2 separate regions of the Sus scrofa genome follow, and region 2 is linked to region 1. Evidence: chromatin contacts called from public HiChIP or PLAC-seq data. All regions are on one chromosome and are shown on one strand. The core of a region is the stretch at or near the end of the contact, and the rest is flanking DNA. Distances in the headings are between cores, read along the strand shown.

Region 1 (5,828 bases), core at 15-2,514:
TCCATGACCATGTGGGTTTGATCCCTGGCCTCGCTCAGTGAGTTAAGGATCCAGCTTTGCCATGAGCTGTGGTGTAGGTCGCAGATGCGGCTCAGACCTTGTATGGCTGTGGCTGTGGTGTAGGCTGGCGGCTAGAGCTCCAATTCGACCCCTAGCCTGGGAATTTCCATATGCTGCGATTGCAGCACTAAAAAGCCAAAAAAAAAAAAAAAAAAAAAAAAGAAAGAAAGGAAAAAAAAAGGCTTGGGAGTGAGCAAGGCAATAAGGAGATGAGGGTGAGGGGAGAAGACAGGGATCAGAAATTGGAGAAAGGGAGGCAGAACCCAAAGAGGCTGGAGAGGTAGACCCAGAGGTGCCTGGACCTCTTGATGGCAGGGGTCAGACTTTGCTTAACCACAGCCAGGGGTTGGAAATACTTCTTACACAGTGACCCAGCATCCACGTGTAGAGAGTGACCTATGTACACACACACACACACACACACACACACACATGCATGCACACAAGCAGAAAAAAATGGAGGAGATGGATTGGGGTTTGGAGGTGACTAAAGGAATTTCATCTGGATCTGATGGGATGGGATGGGATGTTCCCCAGTGACATCTGGGTTTCACGCACAAGAACGCACAGAACACCTTCAGAACCGCGTACGCTCCCTAAACCTCCAAGGCAGGGGCAGGGGCGGGGTCTCTGTCCTTGCCTTTGTAACTGTGGGTCATGCATCTGTATCTGGGGGCTGGGGGACCTCTTTCTGTATGTCTGTTTTTCCATGCCTGCATATCTGTGTGTATCCCATTTTCTGACTCAATTTATCATTTCTCTGGGACACACTGTCCTAGAATCTTATACCAGATGTTAACATCTCTGAGCCTCAATTTTCCCAGCTGTGAAGTGGGTGTAATAATGCCTACCCCTTGGAGCGGTTGTGAGGATTATTTGAGAGAGCAGATGAAAGTACTGCTAAATCATAGCAGCTATTCAGATGAGGGGGTGGGCAGTAGTGATGGTGGTAGTAGTAACAGATTCTAGCCAAGAGGAAAAGGATAGAAAGGATGAAGGATTTAATCAATTGACCTGTAAGACCAGCCTGGAGGGTAGGCAGGGATGTGGCCACCTGGTCACCATGGTTTGGGGCTGGAAAGTGACCACACACCCCAACCCCACCCCAACCCCATCCCAACCCCATAGATTCACCACCCAAACCAACCCTTACAAAAGCCTGAGGCATCACGTTCTTGCTCAGCAACTGACTTATGAGCCAGACCACATCATCCTCCCCATCCATAAGGCAGCCAATCCTCCAGCCTCCTCTGATCCAGGGGCTGTCTCCCTCCAGGGTGGCGTGAAGCTTTCTTCCCCAGGGCACCCATCCTTAAAGGACCATTCCACATCCGAGTGCAATTTCCCAACGCTCCTTTTTCTCTGTTCTTTTCCAGGGACCCAGTGCCCCAAGCGTTCCAAAAATAAGAGAATATCCCCAAATTTGGCCTGGGGCGGGGGGATCGGCCCCTTCCTGAGACCATCACCCAGGGCCATCCCTGTTGCAACGGTGGTCTCGTAACAATCGCTTACAAACCCGGTTAGGCAAGTTGCTTTTGCGTGATGGGCTATCTTGAGTAAATAGCATCCTATGTCCCCTGCCGGTCACTTGCTCAAGACATTGCTGGACATTGCATTAGAGTCACTGACACACAGAGTTTTGAAAATGAAAACAGGCCCTCTGGCTTCTGATCAGATAGCATTTAACTCATTCGTGATTGCGCCAGGGTTTCCCAAGGCTCTGGGGCCACAGAACGGCTCTTGCTACAGTGCAGACAGAGGCTGGTGGGGACAGTTGGAGCCTCGGGCCACCCAACGATGAAGCTTCTAAGAGTGAACAGGCCAGCTGGGGTCTGCATCACCTTGGCCCCAGTAGCCCCCATGTGGTCCTCTGGGGCCGTTTAGCCTGTTGAGCTAATCCAGGTTCGACCCCCACGGGGTTGGGGGAGTAGATGTGGTTCCAGTCTCTTAATTTGATCCCTTATTCTGGGGGCCTTTCCTGATGATAGAGATCCTGAACTGACAGGGGTAGATAAGATACATTTCAGGCATCTATCGCTATGCGACACATCAGCCCAAAACCATGATTTAGAGCAGTGATGGAGATCCCGCGGTGGCTCGGCAGGTTAAGAACACAACAGGTATCCATGAGGATGTGGGTTGTTTGTTTGTTTGTTTGTTTTTTAATGAGGACTTTCTTTCCTTATTTCTTTTTGTCTTTTGTCTTTTTAGGGCCACACCTGTGGCATATGGAGGTTCCCAGGCTAGAGGTCTAATCAGAGCTATAGCCACCGGCCTTCACCACAGCCCCAGCAACACAGGATCCGAGCCATGTCTGTGACCTATACCACAGCTCACGGCAACACCGGATCCTTAACCCAGGATGTGGGTTTGATCCCTGGCCTCGCTCAGCCGGTTAAGGATCAGCAGCATACGTGGCAGATGCAGCTCGGATCTGGCGTGGCTGTGGCTGTGGTGTAAACTGGCAGCTGCAGCTCCGATGCAACCCCTAGCCTGGGAACTTTCATATGCTGCAGGTGCTTTCCTAAAAAGACTGAAAAATTTAAAAGATAATAATAATAAAGCCATGACTGAACTTCTCACACTTCTGCTGGTCAGCTAGACAATTCCTCTGCTGGTTTTGTCTGGGTCTGTTGGATGGTCACTGGGAGTAGAAGCTCCAAGATGGCCTCAGTCATGAGTCTGGAAGGTGGTACTGGCCTTCTCCTCCATGAGGGCCTCCCATCCTGCAATCAGCAAACCGGCTGCCTTACATGGGGGGTCTCAGGGCAGCATCCCAGGGAGTGAAGCGTCTTGGAGGCCTGGGCTTCAGAACTCACAGGCCCTCACATCCATCATGTTCTGCTGATCCAAGCAACTCACAAAACCCAGCTCCGGTTCAAGAACTCACAAAATAGATTTCACCTCTTGATAGGGCTGCTGCAAAACATTTTTCAGTTTTCCACAAGGTGGGGAAAATATCCATGGCTCCACGGAAAGCATTAGAAAATAACTTGGCAAAGTTATATGTTCTGAATCAAAAATCCAGACTCCCAGACTGACATGCATGTAAAAGTAAGTCCACAGGTTCCCTTCGGGTCACACCGAGGGCAGGGGGCAGCCTTTCTTGGTCCTGGCTGAACTTTAAATGCCACCAAATCTCAAATTCCTGGGCCCTGCCCAAGACCTGCTGAGTAAGAAGTATGACTCGGGGCAGGGCGGTGGAAGGGTTACCCATTGCCACCACCCTCCCAACCCCGCTGAGATCTGTATTTACAAAAGGTCTCCTAGTAATTCCGGTCCACAGTCAGGGTTAAGAACTGCTGATGAGCTAACAAGCTTTAAGGGGCATAGGCTCACGGGAGGAACTCTAGAAATATGAACTATCAGCCTCTCTTTTATAGATGGATGTCTCTTTAATCTAACCCAACAGGTCACTGCTGGGGCTGCCGGAGTCTAACACTAGGGCCTGGAGTGAATGAGACTCAGGCCTGCTCCCAAATCAGAGCCAACATAGACTGCGTGCCAAGCCCTGTTCTGCAGACTTTCTGTGCATCGACTCATTCAATCTCCACGGCTCCATGAAGTAGACACTCTCACGAGCCCCAGTTTACAAATGGGGAACTCAGGCTCAAGGTGGTCATTTGAACCCAGTCACAGAGCTAATAAAGAGGCAGGGTTGAAATTCAAACCCAGGCCACCTGGCTTCAGGGTCTACGCCCTTAACCTCTAGACCACCTGCCTCACTCAGAGACCACCATCCAAGGTGAGGAAGCCAGCAGTCCATCACTCCGGGCCATGGGCTCTCCAGGCAGGGAAAGGAAGGGTTCAGGAGTTAGGGGCCTCTGCTTTCTCGATTCACTCGCCCTTTATAACCAGTGGCTCTCAACTCGGGATCCACATTAGAATCACTGGGGTGTCTTACCCCCAAACATCATATTCAACTGCTCTCAGTGGGGCCCAATCACAGAAGCTTTTTAACCGCCATCCCCCCACCCCCCGCAAGGGAAATCTAGTGCACAGCCAGAGTTGAGAACGTGGGCACTGCAGCTGGACAAGAAACTCCCATTTGGGGGGCAGGGAGGAGGGTGGCCCCAGCATGGGCGACACCTGTGACCACCATATCGCAAGAACTTCTAAGAAATTAAACAAACTCAAGCCAAAAGGGGCCTTCCCCATTGACAAGACAGATGGACCCAATCAAGGCTGAGTTTTGGCAACAAATAGGTCACTTGGAAAGGACCCTATGCCCCACCCAGATATTCTGATTGAGTCTGTCTGGGACGGGGCCAGACGTCTGTGTCTCTTATACCCATACCCCAAGTTGGTTCTAACATGTACCTGGTTTAGGAACTACTGCTAGACACTCAGTTAACAGATGAAGAAAACAAGGCTCAGAGAGGAGAATTGACTTGCTCAAGGTCACACAGCATGCTTACTCCAGAGGTAGGACATAGGACTAGAGCCTACATCCCTGGCCAGCGCTATTTCTATGCTGTAGCCCATAGAGTCTGCAAAAGAATTTCACATACACCACCTAGTCGGTCTATCCTTTGCCACACTATGTAGCTTCTGCCACCATCCTCTCTTTTCACAGAAGATGAAACCAGACCAGAGAAGGCAAGTGACCTGCCCAAAGCTACAAAGTGACAGATATCAGATAAGAATGCAGGTGTCCTGACTGCAGATCAGGGATATGGCCAGTCTCCTGCCAACCAAGTTCCACCAGCATGGGGGGTTCTCCTGAGCGTCCACACCATGAACTGAGTTTGGACATCACCCCACCCATCTACCCAGGACAGGCTGTGCAAGAATCTCCTGGTGGAACTTGCCAGATGCACTGGCAGCTCTACTCAATGATACCCCCTTACCCGCCTTTCTGGACACACACAGCTTTCCTGTTTACCAGACCCATTTACCTCTATTATCTCCAAGGCGTATTAATGACAACCCCTATTTTACCAAAAGATGGACAGTAGTTCAGGGAGCTTTCAAGACTTGGCTCCAGAACCAAAGCTAAACCCGGTGTCTGTCGTCTGGGTGTAGGGCCTCCAGCTTTGTGCTTTGTCAAAGCTTTTCCCACCTGCCTGGACAGAAGGCCAGCAGAGCCTATAACCAGAGGTCAGGGGTTGGGGGAGAGGGTGCAGGGCAGGTGCCCCAGTTTGACCAGTTCTGATTCCTGGTTATCTGTTTGCCAAAAACGAATGTTACCATGTTACCGCAAAGTAGTAGGTACAGAAAGCAGACCTCACTTCTCGCTTTAGATGAAGCCCAAGGTAAGCAGATAATTTCAATCTTCCTCCTTTCTTCTCGTGTAATCATCTGAGAAAGAGGAAGATGAACGCCTGCTTTCTCCTTGTCCACACCTCCTGACATGGGGAGGCAGCCCCTCAGGAAAGGCCCGGGACGGGTGGTCATTTATTTTACTTATAAGCACGAAAGGAACCCTACTCTAAGTGCTCTGAAATTAACTCCCTCAATCCTCAAAATAGCTCAGAAGAGAGGAGTTCCCATTGTGGCTCAGTTCCCAACTAATATTCATGAGGATCGGGGTTCAATCCCTGGGCTCACTTGGTGGGTTAAGGATCCAGCATTGCTGCAAGCTCAGGCGTAGGTCACAGGTGCAGCTCAGACCCGGTGTTGCTGTGGCTGTGGTATAAGCCGGCAGCTACAGCTCCAATTCAACCCCTAGCCTGGGAACGTCCATATGCCGCAGCCGCAGCCACAAAGAGCAAAAAAAAAAGAAGAAGAAGAAGAAAGAAAATAGTTCAGAAGAGGTCACTGCTATC
Region 2 (5,691 bases), core at 2,719-5,218, 140 kb after region 1:
TAGCGCTGCAGTGTTGAGTCTGCGGACACTGACAAGCCTCAGAAGGCCACACCAGCGGAAGTGAAAAGGCAGATGGTAAGAAGGGACAAAACAAAGGAGGAAGGAGAAAAAGAGAGAAGGAAAAGGGCTCTCAGGACTTGTTTCACAAACGCTATAGAAAAAGAAAGAGATCTCAAATAACTACCTTTCTGAGCTTCTAATGAGGACAATGCTGTCAGAGTCACAACCTCCAGCCTCGAGTGTGGCTCTCCTCTGGCTTGTGCAAGAAATAGTGAGAGGCACCAAATAATTAGCCACCCCCCCTTCACCCCTGGGCAACACGGCAAAAGGACAAGGCTACGCCATAGCCCTCCAATGTCTCTCAGTACAATTCTCTTCCTTGGCTCAAAATTCTCTTGAGAGAAAAGCAAAATGTGATGAGGTGACTGGGAAAGAGTCACTCCGACAACCTCAACCAGCGGCCCAGGGAAGGGAAAGGGAGCAGGGGAGTCAGGAGCCGATGGAGGAGGAGGTGGGTTAAAAACCCATAAACGGTGAACATCCAGGAGCAAGAGAAACTGCAGGGAGGTAATTAGCACATGAATTATTGGAATCGTAATTGGGAGCGAGGCAATAAAACTAAGAAAAGGAAAATTGTAATCAACAGGAAAACCTTGGCGGAGCCCATTGGGAGGGAGCGATGAGTTTCTCCTAATCGTCACACCGTCTGAAGGCCATTCCTCGTCACAGAGCTGGTTCAGAATGAGCTCGAAATTATTTAAAGGGAATTTTATTTTTGTTACCAGAAGGAGATGAGGTTACTTGATGACACACACAGAGGGCCTCTCGCCTCTAATTTTATCATCCTGTTCTCTCGTCTAAATTCAATGGTAAAATAGCTAATGATAAAAAAGCCTATGACTATTTCATTCCAAAAATATGATTCAACAGCTAAGGAGAAGGAAACGGGCAAAGTGAGGAGAATGAAGTACAGTCAAACGTGCTTCAGTTGACAACAGATTTACAGACGCCGGCGAACTGGAAACGAAGCAGTGCTAAAAATAGGACTGGTGTCTCTTAGTTTTCAGAATGCATTCAGTTACTTTATTTTTGAGAACTCATGGGAAGACGGCAAATTTAAAAAAAAAAAGATGGCAAATTAAACTCAATTAATCGTAGCTGGGAAACGTCGTAGAGAGCAGTAGCTCTCAAACTGTAACCGGGTTTCAGGACGACAGTCTGGTGGTGGCCTCACAGCTGCGGGATCACTTGCAGCCCTAAGAGGGTAAAGCTTCAGGTTGTAAGAAGAGACTACAGTGCAGGAGGCCCAGGCTTTCTGGGAATTGGAAGTAGAGTGTCAAGAAAATCTATTTGCTCTTCCTCATTTGGGAGCCTGAGGAATGATTCCTGTAACTTTCATTGGTACAAGGTCTGCTGACTACTGCTGCTTCCTAGGTCCGGGGATGCCAAGGCCAGGGGGTGAAATGGACCAGAGAACACACGACTCTCCATCCTGGCTGGCTGAGTACCAGGGTGGATGGGAGCTTAGGGGGCCATGGGAGCTCAGAGGGAGCTTTTTAAATCTGATGCAGGGGGCACAGATGCTAGGAAGAATCCTGAGTAAAAGGTAGGATAAGCAAAGGTAAAAACATGAGAGAAGGCAATGCCTGACATCCCATCAACCTCAGCGGACAGCTGAAGAGCAGCAACTCCGGAAGTGGGTACAAATACCTTATTACGATCATTACAATAAATAAATCAATACGGGCTTTTTTCTTTTCTTTTTCTTTTTTTTTTTTTTTTGCTTTTTTTGCTTTTTAGGGCTGCACCTGCAGCATATGGAAGTTCCCACGGGGATCAAATCGGAGCTGTAGCTTCCAGCCTACGCCACAGCCACAGCAACATGGGATCTGAGCCACTTCTATGACCCACACCACAGCTTACGGCAACTCCCGATCCTTAATCCACTGGGCGAGGCCAGGGATCGAACTTGCATCCTCATGAATACTAGTCAGGTTTGTTACCACTGAGCCAGGGGGAACTCCCAATACAAGTACCTCAAAGTCAGATTTTCTGATATTACTTGATATTTCCCCAGGATCATTATTTTTAAAATACCTCCTAAAATGTAAGCTGCCCAGGAGCCTGTCTTCTTGCTTCTGCCCTTTCCACCCGCCCACTGCTCACCATGAACTGAGGGCCTGTCATTATGGTGGTTCTGGGTTCACCACGATTAGTAAGACCAAGGAGAGCCCCTGACCTAATGGACTCACTGCTCGTGTCAGGGGAGAGAGCGCCATTAAAACACAGTGGGATGAGTTCTATGAGCTCCAGTCATGGCTTCAGAGGAGAAAGGGGATTCCAGACAGGGTGCAAGGCCACAGGCAAGAGATGCAGGTGCATGTGGCTCCGGGGTGCTGAGGGAGAGGAAGCTGGGAGAGGATGGGACATGAGGCAGATCTGGATGACACCAGATACTGCCAAGCAGTGACTCTTCCACAGACGCAAGGCTTCAGGGCCCTTGCTGAAAATTTTCCTCTCCATGTGTGAATTATCAACACATAACATTTTGGACAAGATTTCTCAGGATAAGTTACATCTTGCGATGAGGTAGTCTGTTTTCTCCCCAGCCTGTCTGCTCATCTTTGCCCTTCAGGTCAATTGTAAATTTAGGACTAAAGCTATAAATACATTTTCAGAGACTCTCTGAAAAACCTTTGGTCTGATTTCAGATCGAAAGATGTCTTCTTCAGCGTTGAGGTTGCCTGATTCAGTCCTTATCAAAAAACCCTTTCCATAAACATTCAATTTCACCATCCATACTATATGTATTATTCCTGTAATAAATTTCATCTCAAATCCTATTTCAGACAGCATGCAATATATTTTGAAAGGATAGACAGCCTGCAGGCAGATTCAAAGGTAGAGTTTACAACACTCAGGATTTTATAATGCAGGCCTTTATCTTTTTTTTGGTCTTTTTGCCATTTCTAGGGCCATTCCTGCGGCATATGGAGGTTCCCAGGCTAGGGGTCGAGTTGGAGCTGTAGCCACTGGCCTACGCCAGAGACACAGCAATGCAGGATCTGAGCTGCGTCTGCAACCTACACCACAGGTCATGGCAACGCCGGATCCTTAACCCACTGAGCAAGGCCAGGGGTCGAACCTGCAACCTCATGGTTCCTAGTTGGATTTGTTAACCCCTGCACCACAACAGGAACTCCATTCAGGCTTTCATCTTGTACTCTGTTAACTACGTAATTGCTTGCTTGATTTTTCTTTTCTTCTCTGTATTGCTTCTGAGGGTCTGATGAAGTGTCTGTTACCATTACGAATGAAATTCAGAAAAGGACCATGGGTTTTGTTCACTCCGCTTGGGAATCTTGATGCAAAAGAGGTTTGTATACTGCCATTAGAACAAATAAGACGTGCCATTCCTGAGTGCAAAGGGAACATGGCTTTTCAAAAGAAAAGTGAGAAGAAAATTCAAGCAGAAGGGATTTGGGGGCATTTGGCAGGAAGCAACTTTCGTATTCTGCTGATCTCCTTGTACGAGAAATATTTTCAAGAGCTCTTATGGAAAAGGCAGTTTCCACTCTTCTCCCCAGCCAACATCTAGGGGAGAAAAACACAGTGCCTTCAAGCCAGCTGTTTGCCAATTAGAAGAAACAGTACTTTGGTGGATAGTGAACAAGAATGACTGAAAGTTCTGGGTCCTGCCCCTTGGGAGGTCAGGCCACTTCAGCTATTGTTCTTGACCTTGTTCTTTTTCCAACATGAAAAATAAAGGAACGAGACTAGGAAGGAGGGGAGATGCTACAGTCTCAAAAACCATTCCAGTTTCAAATCCTTTATCCTTGCAATCACAGCCAAAGTTCACTACTATCTTAAAAAGCAACAAATATGTTCAGGAATATTTAGGTAGTCAGCTCGAATGACTTTTGGTACTGATCTCAAGGCAAACTTGTTGCCTTCATGAGTCAACCTATTTGCAAACTAAACTTGCACAACATCTGAATTTACATTACAGAAATTGAAGTGGCCATTAGTAACTCAGCAAATAAAATTGGATTTCAAGTGATGAAAACATGTTTCACTATGACCAATATTAAGTATAAATTGAGCAAGAGCGATGGTTACCCAAACATAGCAGGTAGAGGCAATGTGGTTATTACCAACATTTTGAAAACTGTATTCAGGAAAGCTTTTAATCACAGCATTACTTTACAAGAGTCAATGGACTACAAAGAATTATGCTCAGATCTGTCATGTACTTAGAGGGGGAGGAGGGCTGTAAGTCGGCACCAATAACAGAAATTGAATCAGTGGCTGAAATACATTTTCCCAGACTTCTTACTGTGCCCCAGACAATGAGGTGCTTTGAAAGCAAAATATTTGTCCTTTTTTTTTTCATACTTCAAGATTACAAAATCCTCATATACACTAACTCCATTTTCCCAAACTCATACTCTCATGAACATTAGCCCATCTGTCATTGCAAAGGGCCAGCAGGTCAGATCTGGGGACATTACTGAACACAGGTGGCCAAACCATTGTGTAAATCTGGGGAGGGGTTTCTCACACCTTCCAGATGTCTTGCTGCTGTGAATGTCTGTGTTGCCAACGGGACCATCAGTTTCAAAATATGGAAAACCACACATTGGAGCCAATATTTTTCTTGGAACTATTATTGGAAGAGGCATCAGTCTGGACGCCCCATCTATCCCCAAGTAGACTGAAATGCGGCTTGCAAAGAATTTTCAAACCAGGAACTCACATTCTCCAAAAGAGCAAGTGAGATGCAGCTAATATTTACTCTTCCATGTTCCAGACAGCAAAATGCCACACACGGCAAATGAACCATGAACCTGACCGTGTGAACGTCCCTGTGGTCAACGTCTCCCATCTCTGCTCTGCAGCTGCTTCACTCAGCAAGACCACCAGCATCCTCGTCACTTCTCTGACCCAGTCTCATCCTTGTCAACCTTTCACAGCTTCCAACTCTGCACATAACCGGTCCCCCCTCCCACCCCACCCGACTTCTGACTGAGGGAGGAACAAGGGGTTCAGGGTCGGATCAGGGTGGATCCTGCCTCCTGAGCTGTCTGATATCAGGAAAGGCACCACCTCTCAGAGTTTCCTCCGCTGTAAAATGGGACAATACTCAGCTGGCAGGACTGTTGTAAGGAATGAGAATGTAACTGAATACCTCATTTAATTTGAGTAAATTCATTATTTAATGTACTCAGCACATAATAAAGCACTCATCAGGTCCTTTTTTTCTCCCCCTTGGATTCCAGGAGACCGGCTGAGTTTGCTTTTGTCTTCTGCTCCATCTTTTTTTTTTTTTTTTTTTTGGTCTTTTTGCCATTTCTTGGGCTGCTGCCTTGGCATATGGAGGTTCCCAGGCTAGGAGTTGAATCGGAGCTGTAGCTGCCAGCCTACACCAGAGCCACAGCAACGTGGGATCCAAGCCGCGTCTGCAACTTACACCACAGTTCACGGCAACACCAGATCCTTAACCCACAGAGCAAGGCCAGGGATCGAACCTGCAACCTCATGGCTCCTAGTCGAATTCGTTAACCACTGAGCCACGACGGGAACTCCCAGCTCCATCTTTATATCGTCTCTAAACCCCCTTCAGTGATCCCTTCTTGTTGGCACCAGGGTCCTGCCAGGGCTTAACTTTCCCTGTTCTTCCACCTCTGTCAC

The links. HiChIP or PLAC-seq counts read pairs in DNA pulled down with a chosen protein or histone mark.
Region 2: an H3K27ac HiChIP or PLAC-seq map of alveolar macrophages shows a contact between it and region 1. The contact joins two enhancer-like sites. A contact is called at or near these places in 1 of 47 Hi-C or Micro-C datasets (liver) and 1 of 2 datasets of contacts at active chromatin or transcription factors (alveolar macrophages).

The regions. Positions count from the first base shown.
Region 1 is chr4:14,243,732-14,249,559 of Sscrofa11.1, forward strand. No RefSeq gene overlaps it. Among named protein-coding and RNA genes, the nearest start is that of TRIB1, 51 kb to the right of the region's middle. Within about 2 kb of position 1,265, at least 2 of the 83 cell types and tissues checked have an H3K27ac peak or open chromatin away from gene starts, as enhancers often do. A contact at or near this core is called in alveolar macrophages, where this site is marked.
Region 2 is chr4:14,383,348-14,389,038 of Sscrofa11.1, forward strand. All of the region lies in intron 4 of NSMCE2 (E3 SUMO-protein ligase NSE2), which reads right to left. Among named protein-coding and RNA genes, the nearest start is that of TRIB1, 88 kb to the left of the region's middle. Within about 2 kb of position 3,969, at least 5 of the 83 cell types and tissues checked have an H3K27ac peak or open chromatin away from gene starts, as enhancers often do. A contact at or near this core is called in alveolar macrophages, where this site is marked.